Linked DNA regions of Macaca mulatta: region 2 is linked to region 1. A link is a contact called in public Hi-C data. All regions are on one chromosome and are shown on one strand. The core of a region is the stretch at or near the end of the contact, and the rest is flanking DNA. Distances in the headings are between cores, read along the strand shown.

Region 1 (6,634 bases), core at 1,002-3,501:
GCTCACTGCAGCCTTGACCTCCTGGATCAAGGTATCCTCCCACCTCTCAGCCTCCCAAGCACCTGGGACTACAGGTGCACGCCACCATGCCCAGCTAAGTTTTGTATTTATAGAGACATGGGTCTCACCGTGTTACCCAGGCTGGTCTTGAACTCCTGGGCTCAAGACATCTGCCTGCCCTGGCCTTCCAAAGCGTTGGAATTACAGGCGTGAGCCACTGTGCCAGGCCAGAGCCAACAGGACTTACTGAGAAACTATGAGAGAGAGAGGGGTCACGGATGACTCCCCCTGTTCAACCAAGCAACGAGGTGAATGGTGCTGCTGCTTCCTGAGATGGGGAAGACTATAGAGGAAACAAAGCAGGAATGACAAATCAGGAATTTAGCTTTGAATACACTAGGTTTGAGAAGTCTAGTCTATACCCAAACAGACCACACTGTGGCATCTGTGTAGCAGGATCTGCAGAATCCAGCAGGATGGGTGCCAGTGCCAAGCTGAGTAGACAGTTGGGTCTGTGAGTCTAAAGCTCAGGGTAGACCTCAGGGTCTGGGATACAAATCTGGAGATCATCAGCCTGTCCATGAAAGCCAGGGGAATGATGGAACATACTATGAGAAAAAGAGAAGAGAGGAAAGAGAAGAGGTCCATGGAAGGAGACCTGGGAGAATCCAACCTTCGATTAGATCAGGAAGAGGAGAATCCAGCAAAAAATGCTGAGAAGTCTCTGGAAAGGAAGTCTTCCTTCCTTCCCCTGCACCGGGAGAAGTGCTATCCCAGAAATCAGTAAAGAAAAGTGTTTGATGGGGAGAGCAGGATCACCTTTGTCAACTGCTGCTGCGAGACTTGGGAAAATGAGGACTGGAAAGAGAGCAATAGAAACTTGAAAAGCCATTGGTTATCTTGACAAGAGTTTCTGTGGGGGTGGTGAGAATTGGAGCCTGATTGGATGGGTTCAAGAGAGAATGGGGAGTTCTAGCCAAGAAGGCTGAGAGGATGAGTCAAATTAAAAACGTTTTCTTTTTATGAGTCCTCTCATATTTACTGATATATTGGGTTTCCATTCTGCCACATTACTTTATATTAATCATGTATTATATCTGCTGTGTTTCTTTCTCTGTGCAATGTATTTTTTTACTTTAAAAATTGTATTTATAAAGGTTTGTAATTTTATTCCAGTGGTTATTTTATATGTACACTTTTTTAATGCTCTTTTTTTAAAATTTGTTTTTAAGACAGGGTCTTGCTCTTTGCCCAGGCTGGAGTATAATGGCGCAATCCCAGCTCACCAAAGCCTTGGCCTCCTGGGCTCAAGAAATCCTCCCACCTCAGCCTCCCAAGTAGCTGGGACTACAGGCATGTGTCACCATACCCAGCTATTTTTTTGTATTTTTTGTAGAAACGGGGTCTCCCTGTGTTGCCCAGGCTGGTCTCAATCAGGCGATCCAGGGCACAAGCGATCCTCTTACCTCAGCCTCCCTTGGCTCTTACTCTTATTTTCTTGTTTAAGCTTTTACTGTCTGGTTTGTAAATACTGTAGTATTCTTCATCTCCCATACATTGCCCACACAACAATCTAGGAACATATTCTGTTTTTTCCTTTCTCTTTCCCTTGTTGTCCCATTTTGAGTTGCACTATTTCCTTATCATCTCTTATCAGCTGAAGCTCGTTCTCTAGTATACAGATCAGAAAACTTTTTATTTTTTGCAAGGGGCCAGATAGTAAATATGTTGTTTTGCAGGCATGCAATCTCTGCCACAGCTCTACCATTGTAGAGTATAAGCAGCCATAGACAAAATGTAAACAAATGGGTATGGCTGTCTTCCAATAAAACTTTATTTGCAAAAACAGGTGGTGGGCCAGATTTGGCCTATAGGCTAAAGCCCTATCTTAGAGTAGCAGCAGTAAGGAGACAGAAAAACTGTGCAGGAGGCGAGAGAAAACTGGCAGGAGAGCTAGGGGCATATTGACAGAAGAGGAGACCTTTAAATCTTTCAGGGGTAGAAAAAATGAAATTCTTTGATGTTACTCAATAGTTTACCTGCTCGGAAGGAGGAAAGGTGTCTCTTCCATCTCAGGGTTGGCTCGGCATCCATTGTGCTGGATTCTGCAGATCCTGCTGGCCAGATGCCACAGTGTGGTCAGCTGAAAGTGATTTGCTCATCCTGAAAACAGCAGGTACAGAAAGCGCTCTTTCAGCGCCATGGCAACCAGATCCTGTTTTTCTAAAAAAGGATCAGATCAGCGAGTGCCTCCCTCCAGGCGTTGATCCATTAATGTGCACTGAGCTCATTTCAGAGCCAGGCCTTGGGCTGAGTGCTTAGAATACAAAGATGCATAAGGCAAAGTCCCTGTTTTAAGGAGCTCTCAGACTGGAGGAGGAGGCAGACATGCACAGTAAACAGTGTAATCACACGCCATCAAAGGACGGGACACACAAAGGGCTGGGGAGCATCTCCTCCTCTTTGGGAGTGAAAAACTAACCTGGAGATCTAAGGTTGAGCTGAATTTTGGAGAATCCGTCAGAATTGGTCAAGAGGACAAACGGGGATGGGTCAAGGAAAATGGAGAAGCTTGAGGGCTGTGGCAGCTCCGCAGAATGGCAAGTATGGCCAGAGGATGGTGTCTCCGGGGTGCCGGAGATGGCCGTGGAGAGGCACCGAGGCCAGGCCATGCTGCCTCTGCTGCCTCTGCTGTCACCAAGGTCAACGACAACCTGGTGCCCAAGCCAGTGGCATTTTGCAGCCTACTTTTACTCATTCCTTCTTTTGGAAAATGCTCCCTTTACAGCCTGATTTTCATGGTATCATGACCTGCTATCTCCTGATGTGTCCTCTGCACATCCAGCTGCTCTTTCTCACTCTCTTATTTGTGCTCTCACTTCCTTAAATTTTAACCTTCTTCTCATGCTGCACTTTCTCCAGGTATATGAGAAACGTCTCCATTTTTCACTTTCATCTCTATTGCTGTTTGTCTGTTGTCCTCAATTTCTCCTACCACAAGATGAGACCCTATATGTATCTGGGGATGTGGCCTCAAGAACACCAGTGTGGCAATCCCAGTGAAAAGCTTTTTCCCAGTACTCATCTTTCCATCCTGGGGAAGGCATGGGATTGCTGCTGGTTGGTTTTGTGCCTATCCTGGGACCCATCACTATTATCAGAGTGATGGGCCAATCCTATATATGGTGAGGGAAATGAGGTTCCATGATTGGCCCCGTCAGTCACAGGGATGGAAAGGCAGTTTCCTAAGACAGATGTATCAGGCAGGAGACAGGAGCTATACAATGTCAACAGGGAAAGTGTAATATAAATAATCATGAACTAATAATAGGGGGTTAGCCACTAAGGGATAAAAAGAAGTCTAAAGGTTACTGAAACAGGTGAATGGATAAACAAAATGAAATGTGATTCTGCCATAAAATGGAATGAAATTCTGATAAATGCTCCACATGGATAAACCTTGAAGACATTATGTACGAAATGAAATAAGCCAGACTCAAAAGGGCAAATATTATATGGTGCCATTTATACAATGTACCACGAATAGTCGATTCATAGAGACAGAAAGTAGAATGGAGGTTTTCAGAAGCTGGAGGAAGGGGAGAATGGGAAGTTATTGTTTAATGGGTGATAAGGTTTGGCTCTGGGTCCCCACCCAAATCTCATCTCAAATTGTAATCCCATGTCAAGGGAGGGACCTGATGGGAGATGATTGGATCATAGAGGTGATTCTCATGATAGTGAGTGAGTTCTCATGAGATTTGATGGTTTAAAAGTGTGTGGCTCTCTTCTCTCTTTTTCTCCCTCTCCTGCCACTTTGTGAAGAGAAGATCTGCCTTGCTTCCCCTTTGCCTTCCACCATGAACGTGTTTCCTGAGGCCTCCTCCGGCACGCAGAACTGTGAATCAATCAAACCTCTTTTCTTCATCAGTTACCCAGTCTCAGGTAGTATCTTCGTAGCAGTGTGAGAACAGACTATTACAATGGGTATAGAGTTTCACCTTGGAATGATAGAAAAGTTTTGGAAATAGATAGTGGCAATGGCTGCAAAACATTGTGACTGTATCTACCGTCCATGAATTGTACACTTAAAAATGGTTAAAATGATAAATGTTACGTATGTTTTACCACAGTAAAAAAAATACAAGCCAGCCTGGCCAACATGGCAAAACCCTGTCTCTACTAAAAATACAAAAATGAGCCGGGTGTGGTGGCACACGCCTGTGATCCCAGCTACTCTGGAGGCTGAGGCAGGAGAATCACTTGAACCCGAGAGGCAGAGGTTGCAGTGACCTGAGATCACGCCACTGCATTCCAGCCTGGGCGATAGAGTGAGATTCCGTCTCAAAAACAATAAATAAACAAAAACCAGGAATCGTGGATATAGGTGGCAGGCATTAGCTCTAGGGCTGAAGCAGAGAACCCAAGGAAGGAACCAACTTGGAAAAGGGTCTCCCCAGGGATGAGACTCAGACACCGTTGGAGATGGTGTGGCTAGAGCCCGCAGGATGGCAAAGAAGTTTGTTGTAGTACTTCAGGCCAGGCTGGCATGCAAGAAACCCGTGCACCGGTGGGGGCAGCGGGGTGGGGGCTGACAACACTCACTGAGAAGCTGCTGTCTGAGGCGCAGGCACTCACTAGGACTTCACCCGTGGTATGTTACTGAAACTCAGGGGAGCCAGCTGCTGGAGCATTTATGAGACACACTGGGCCACCATCTGGGGCTTCAGCAGTGTTTGGTGAAAACCTGCCTGTGGGGTTGCTGCTAAATTTGCTGGAGAGCTGACTGAGGTGCTAGCAGAACTCCTCAGGAAACTCACCAGGGGTGCCCCACGCACCAGTCAAGAGCGGGAGCAAGAGGAAAGGAAGGGAGCCTCTTCTTCCTGCAGTGTCCCTCCAGAGCCCTCCATTGACAGCACTTAGTATCGTGCTAGCAGGCAAAGACATGTTTACAGGATTCAGCTCCAGTATCACAAAGGAGGATAACGAAGAGTGGATTTGGAATTCAGAGGCACTAAAGTGATAACTGTCACCACCCACCTCTTTGGCTACCGAGTTTCCATATGCACCCTCCTACACATATCTGAACTTCTATACAACAATGAACAAAATATAGCTATCCTTCTTACCAGTAAAGATATTCCTACCCTTTCTCCCAAATGAGAAGATACTCAGTGCCAACAATTGTATCCATCTCTGGCTATATTCATTACTCGAATTTGATCACAGTCCCTCTAAATATTCTGTTACCAAAAGACCAAATTGTAAAATTAACCTCCAACAACTTTTATATAAACTAATGAAGAAGGAGAGAGAGAGAAAATGGATGGCATTTTCCCATCACCCATCTATCAGCAGTAAAGAACTCTGGAGAAGCGCTCTTGAGGAAATATCTTTGGGAAGAATCCCTGATTGGCCTTACTTGGGTCATGTGTGTTGGAGTCTATGAAAGTCTGGAATTTTGCCCATCTTACAAGCTAGTAAGCCTGTTACAGTTTCATGGATGCTGGCAGATGACATGAGACTGGATCAGAGACAAAGGACTACACTACTCATGGCAGAACAAGTTGCAAGAGGTTTGTGTTAGTTAGCATTGGTTTTCCATGTCCCCAAGTTCCACTGGGGTGATGTGGAGGGGCCCAGGTGGTTACTGTACACACAGGGTGTTTGTACTGCAACTAAGGAACACCGAGCTTGGGAACATACAATTTAACAGTAAGTGATGAGCAAGCCTGCCTCTTTGTCTGGGGCAGGGGGATATTGCTTTGTCAAGGCTGTCTACTGCAAACACAACCCAGAGAAATGTCTCAAGCAAGGAACAGTCAGGACCTTGCATTCTTGTCATCCCCAGCAAGAGCATGCAGAGACAATCAGAGCCCGTGGCAAATTGCCTGTCACAAAAATCCACCACAAGGCCTGACAGATCCTTGGCCAAATTCACATTTTCCCATGAGTATGCTACCTCATCAGCTGCTCTGATTAGTCTGACCAACAGAGGGACCAAATCCATTTAATTTGATTCCTATCACATTTAAAATTAAGGCTGCTATTGGCAGGACTTCAAGTCATGCAGTGAGGCAAGTCTGCCATATTGATCTCACCCATGTCCCCAGGGTCTCGGGCTCAGCCGACTGTTTAGAAGTTCTGGGGGCAAGGGAGACCAGTCATTCTTATTTCAGATAGCTAGGATAAAATCTCATATCAGTCTAGGATTCATTATGACCCACTCATGGGAGTTTAGATGCACTGATATCAATGCCAGTGACTACAGGAGGCAATGCAGGGAGCAAAGACCCTCATCCCTGATGGAAGGACATTTATGGCCCATCCTCACTTACAAAGAGACGATCCGAAGGGGAGTAGGTCACTCTAGTTTAGGATTTGTTGTTAAATTTGATTTGAATCATCATTGCATTGGTTTGGTTAGGTAAATATATACACACACACATATTATATATATTTTATATGCACATACAAGATAATAGATAGATAGATAGATATCATATTGGTTCTGTTTTTTTTTTTTTTTTTTTTGGAGAACTCTGACTAGCCCTAGTTGCCTTTCTTTTCTTTTTCCAGTTTTCTTCTGAGCTCATGTTCCCCCTCCTGATATCTTACCATCCTTTCCCTGAGC
Region 2 (5,871 bases), core at 2,821-5,320, 250 kb after region 1:
GAAATATCTGGATTAGGCATTTTTCTTCCAGTCTCTAGAGAGAATAAGAGCGTATATAGCCAAAATAGATGTCCAAAAGACAGCAAAACATAAAACCAACACAGAAAACTTCCTCGTTCAATGTGGCAATTCATTGTGAGGGAACTACTAACAATTCCACTTGCTAGAATCTTTAAGTGTTAAAAATAAAAGGGGGGGGGACTGTTTTTCATTCTCTGTAAATTACATGACAGCTCACAAGAGAATAATTTTGAATCTTATTGGTACCATATTTTCTTATTAGATGTGAATAATCTAAACAACAATTAAAACAACAGTTTTACAAAAAACAATATGAACTTTCCATTAATACTGAAATAATCCTTTTATCAATTTTCAGATGGAGTTATTTGCATATAACCATTTATACAATTTGTAACTGAATACAATAATGCTATAATAGATACTAAAAAAATTAAGTAAATGTGAAGTATAGTCAAGTCTAATTTTTTTAATTATGATTCTTCATCTAGCTCCCTAAATCTCAAGATGATGAGAAACATGCTTCTATTATATTCCTAATAATCTGTCCACTAAAATATAGGTAAAAATCTCAGTAAAGCACGCCACTAAGATGGGTTTTTACATAAGTGTATTCCATCTCCCTGTCTCAACAAAAATTTCAGGATGTGGCACTTTCATCTGATCCTGTCATATAAGAATAGGTAGTTTCTCCAATCCCTTTCCAGCAATTCTCAACTGAGGTTCCTCATCTGAATCACCAAACACAGGAAATTATTTCAGTGACTGTTTTCTCAACTGTTCCAAGAATGATACATAACTAAAACCGTCCTAAATGCACTGGAGCTAAAAGTTAAAATGCATTGCACACTACAGCACAATTCTCTCCACAAAGCCGGTTGAGACACGCTGCTATAAGTTCCTCAGAAACTGTCACTGTACTACTAGGTCCCAGTCACCCAACCCCAACAGCACTAAAAGAACTATAGTGAGTGCACAAACCTAGAACTTAGATAAGAAAAAAGATAAATGCTTTATCTCCAACTTTAAGCAACTAGGTATTTTGATTTACTCATTTACTAGGAAGCATGGAGCTCAACTGTTTGTCCCTTGCTCTGAACGGAATGCATTTACTTAACAAAATAAACCCACAGAAATATAATGTTTCTCAAAGGGAATTATCAGCTCTTAGAAAATGAATTTTTAATAATCAGCATATTAAATAAATATTAACTATTAACTTGACAAGGCTTTTCCTATTCACCCTTCTTTAGCAAACTTAAATATTCACCTTCTGATAACTGCTAAATGCAAATTTTCACTTTAAAAATATAAATATTAAAAACCAGTTTGCTCTTCAATCTCACACTAATCACCAATTCTCAGAAACTGCCTTTTATATTCTTCAATGTGGACTACAGCAACTTCAACTGGTAGGTTAGTTGTGATCAAATCACTTTAAGGACACCAGTAGAGTTCCTTTACTCAAAAGCAAATGACTTTTTAAAATGGCCCAATTTTAAGAGGGATGCATATTTTTAAGCAGCAAAAATTACTTTAAAACAAGGTAGCTAATTAAAAGTCAAGCATCATTCCATATTGAATGTGCAAAGCGTTACTAAAAGATGGGAAAAATTAAACATGACATTCTTATTTTTAATTTATGCTGGCGTATATGCTGATAGTACAGAACATTAGAAGAGATAAATTTACTCATTTACTAGGAAGCATGGAGCTCAACTGTTTGTCCCTTGCTCTGAACGGAATGCATTTACTACGTATTCCACTTTACTAAGTCTCCACTCAAAGTTCCTACGTTTACAAACACATGAGTAAAAGAGGCACAAAAATGTAGGGGATGCTGTTTTCGCTGCTAATCTGTGCTCAGCTGCGAATTCTTCTAATATCAGATGCATAATGCGATGAAATGGGAATGCTTATCTTCTATACTTCTATTTATTTTCATAAATCGGGGAGGGGAGGTGGTCTTGATTCATTTACTATTAGCGTTTTGCAATAAAGTAGATCAGCATAAAACACAACTGAAGAAGAATTCACTTTTCCCAGGACAATGCACCCTTCCTCCTGTTTCTATAGTAAAGCCATCTTTTGCTATTAAAAATGCCCATTTTTCACAACTGACTTTTCCTTAACTCTAGTCAACACTGCTCTTCAAAAGAACCTAGTAGGCTGATTTGCAAAATTTTTACTTCCTTAGGAAATTTTTCCATTTTCTAAATGTTTTCCAAATTAAGCAGGACTCACATTAACTGTGACCTTAAGTAGCGGTTTAGTGAGGTTTAAAAACAAACTTTTCATTAACGCATTCATACAACTAGAGTGACATAGTAAGTGGGACTGACACAGATTTAAGGATTATAGCTTTATATTAAAAGTCAGTCCAAAGATGGTAACTCAGCGTTCATTCGAGACCCTTTGACTTTTGGCCTTTAAAAACTGTTCCCCACTGAGTCCCCAGATAGAACTACATTTAGCAACGGGTCTCCTCCTGACTTCCTGGTACTAAAAGCCACAACCACAAGGGCTGTTTCGTCTGTTTGTTGTAAAACAACATTTGCTCCAGTCATCTCTATGGAAAACAGACTTTCTCTACCGGGGAGCCGCTGAGGTGAGGGTGCTCACGATGTTTAAAAACCAAACCACGCGTCTACGCGATAGCGGCACCGCAGGAGTTAAGTGCCGGGGGTTTCTTCCCAGGATAGAGACCTGCCCGGCCGAAGGAGAAAAGGAGAAGGGTAAAAATAGCCGGCGGCCACGACCCACGTGCAGCCGCGGGAGGACCGAGCGCGGGCGCGCGGAGAGGGGTCCGTACCTCCAAACATGTGCGGCGAGAGGTGAGCTGGTAAGGAGCCGATCACCAGGCGCGGCCCGCCGGGGCTCCCGCCCACCGGCCGGTCCCGGCCGCCGCCGCCGCCGTCTTCAGGGCTGCTGTGCACCGAGTCCTGCGAGCCGTAAGGGCCGCTGCTGCTGTTCGGGATGCTGAAGGAGGACTGCGCCGCGCGGGCCCCCGACGCCACGCTCCCCACGGCCCCGCCGAGGGAGCGGCTGCGCGGGGCTGCTGGGGCCGCCGCGGCCGCCGCGGCGCCGCCTGAGGCGCTGGGCTGGTGAGCGCTGGGCACCTGAGCCGGGAACCTCCCAGCCGCGGCAGCCCGAGCGCCCCCGCCGCCGCCCGCGGTCCCATTGGCCCCTCCACTGCTACTGGAAGGTAGATCCGAGCCCGAGTAAGCGCGCGTGCGGCCGTTAGCGGCGGCCGGGCCGCTCTGCTTGGCGCCCATGTCCGCCCTGCCCTGGGCCGGGCCCGCGCGCTGCGCCCCGAGAGCCGGGAGGGCGGGAGAGAGCGCAGGAGCTAGAGGGCAGGGCCGAGGCGCCGCGGCCGGCCCAGAGAGGCCCCCGCACGTCCAGGGCCGCCGCCCGGCGCCCCGAGGGGCAGTCGGCGCCCGGCGCGCTCTTCTCGGGGCAGTGGGTGAGGCCGGCGGCCTGACGCGGGCGCAGGAGACGAAGAGACGCGGAGAGGAAGAGGTCCCGGCGGCTGGCACCCCTCGCTGGCTCCAGCAGGAACGGGCGGCTCAGGTGGCCGTGCGGCTGCCGCTGGTTTCGGTTCTGGTGCGCCACGACGGGCTGCTGCCGCTCTCTGCCGCCGCGCTCGGCGCCCCGGGCCTCGGCACCGCCTCCTCTCGGGCGGCCGCTGCTACCGCCGCCATCCTCCGGCTCCCACGGCGGCTGGCGGCTGAGTGGGAGGTGCCGGCCCAGACTCCGCCGGGGCCACCTTCCCTCCTCCCCCAGCCACCCAGCTGTTATTAACGGAGAAAGAGGAAAAACGGGTGGCGCGCGAGGGGAGGACGAAGAATGGGAGGGAGGGGTGGCGCGCGCTTCCCGGCAACCGTCTCCTCGCTCCCCCTGCGAAGGAGGGGCCGGACTGGCGGGAGGATCTGGGCCGCGAAGGTGGGGGTGCCCGAGACGGGAGGAGGTGCCCTAGCCCTCGCGCCGGAAGACCGCGGAGCGGCGCGGCGGCAGGGTGCGCCCAGCCCGTGTGTTTGGGTCGCGCGCGGTGACCCCGCCCCCGCCCCCTCGCGCCGCCGGGCCGATTGGCTCCTGCCGGCCTTGCTCCGCCTCCCCTGGCCGCGACCTGCCCGCCCCTGCTCCGCCTCTCCAAGGTACTGCGGTGTGGTAGGTGCTGCCACCCGTGGACTCGGTGATGGACAGGTGTCTGGCCCCGCCCCGCCAGCCAGGGCGAGCCCGTGTCTTCCTCGCGGGGCCTACGCTGATAGGAGGGACGGACACCCGGCGCCAACCAGAAGGCGGCCCCTCCTCCCGCATGTGGCCCGCCGACGCTGGAGGAGCCTGTGTCAGCTGCAGCTTTTCCTGGCAGGGGGCGTGAATGGCTGTGTCCTGTGCCCAGAGCCATTTGGTTTCGGTGGGTGTTGGTGTTACACACTGATTTAAAAAACAGAATCTCAAAAGCCAGCTTGATCTGAATTAGACTCACTCGTGAAACACCAACCTGGGAGGAAGCGCAGAGTTGGAAGAACTCGGGATAATCCAACTTGACCTTCCGTGGTAGGGCAAAAACCGTCGTGCCAGGAATGCTGCACCTGACTCACAAAACCTAAGATCTAGGCCCAACACCAAACTAAATTATGTGTAGTGAGCAAATTATTTTACTTTTTTGGACTTCAGGTTTGTTTTTGTTTTTGTTTTTGAGACCGAGTCTCGCTCAGTCACCCAGGCTGGAGTGCAGTGGTGCGATCTCGGCTCACTGCAACCTCCTCCCGGGTTCGAGCAATTCTCCTGCCTCCTCCTCCAGAATAGCTGGGATTACAGGCGCGTGCCACCACACCTGGCTAATTTTGTATTTTTAGTAGAGACAGGGTTTCACCATGTTGGCCAGACTGGTCTCGAACTCCTGTCCTCAAGTGATCCACCCGCCTCGGTCTCCCAAAGTGCTGGGATTACAGGTGTGAGCTACCGCACCTGGCCGACTTTTTGTGTTAAATCCTAGGGCACCTGCATCTTTAAGATCCTATAACTTCTCTAAAATTGAATGTAATAAAATTCTCTTCAGTGCATTCCTCGGTGTTGGTGTGGTCTCTTCACGGCAGAGTGGGGTCTGGATACCCAGGGAATAGCCTGCTCTGAGACTCCCATTTTGAAAATGTCTAGTCTCTACTTGAAAATAATAGCAAGTGGTGTTTTATGAAACTACAGAAATAAATACTTTGCCATTTTTCACTATTTGCAATAAGTCGTTTATGTAATGATTTTCATCACTCTTAGGGTATGGGAATCAAGTTTTTAAACAAATGGAGAATATATGTATACATATAAAGACATGCATCGTGTATCTATGTACACAAACACACATATTTAATGGAAAAACAAAGGTACTCAGTGCTTTATATGCAATATCATGTTAAGATATGGTCATTATTCGGGCGGATCACAAGGTCAGGAGATCGAGACCATCCTGGCTAACACGGTGAAACCCCGTCTCTACTAAAAAATACAAAAACCTAGCTGGGCAAGGTGGCGGGCGTCTGTAGTCCCAGCTACTCGGGAGGCTGAGGCAAGAGAATGGCGTGAACCCGGGAGGCGGAGCTTGCAGTGAGCTGAGATCTGGCCACTGCACTCCAGTCTGGGCGACAAAGCGAGACTCTGTCTCAACAAAAACAAACAAAAAAAAGATATGGTCATTATTAAATCTTTCGCCTTTTACTAAAGATTTCCGTGGAGAGGAACAATTGTGAGTTCACCACCAAATTTTTTGACGTCCTGCTTAGGGGGGGCTAAAAAAAAAAAAAAAAAAAGATATGGTCATTATTTTGGTTAAGTGCCCTCTGCAGATGTTTCCTG

What was found. A called contact is a pair of places that touch in the nucleus more often than the background predicts.
Region 2: a contact with region 1 is called in a Hi-C map of fetal cortex germinal zone, with 3 times the contacts expected there. The contact joins the promoter of ZNRF2 here to the enhancer-like site in region 1. A contact is called at or near these places in 4 of 14 Hi-C or Micro-C datasets (cortical neurons, fetal cortex germinal zone, fetal cortical plate and 1 more).

Annotation. Positions count from the first base shown.
Region 1 is chr3:97,823,415-97,830,048 of T2T-MMU8v2.0, forward strand. No RefSeq gene overlaps it. Among named protein-coding and RNA genes, the nearest start is that of GGCT, 38 kb to the right of the region's middle. Within about 2 kb of position 2,252, at least 12 of the 40 cell types and tissues checked have an H3K27ac peak or open chromatin away from gene starts, as enhancers often do. A contact at or near this core is called in fetal cortex germinal zone and fetal cortical plate, where this site is marked.
Region 2 is chr3:98,072,198-98,078,068 of T2T-MMU8v2.0, forward strand. ZNRF2 (zinc and ring finger 2) reads right to left here and starts at 4,071. Exons shown (of 5, transcript XM_002803334.4): 1 at 2,834-4,071. The coding sequence starts at 3,296. It also overlaps the pseudogene LOC114677317.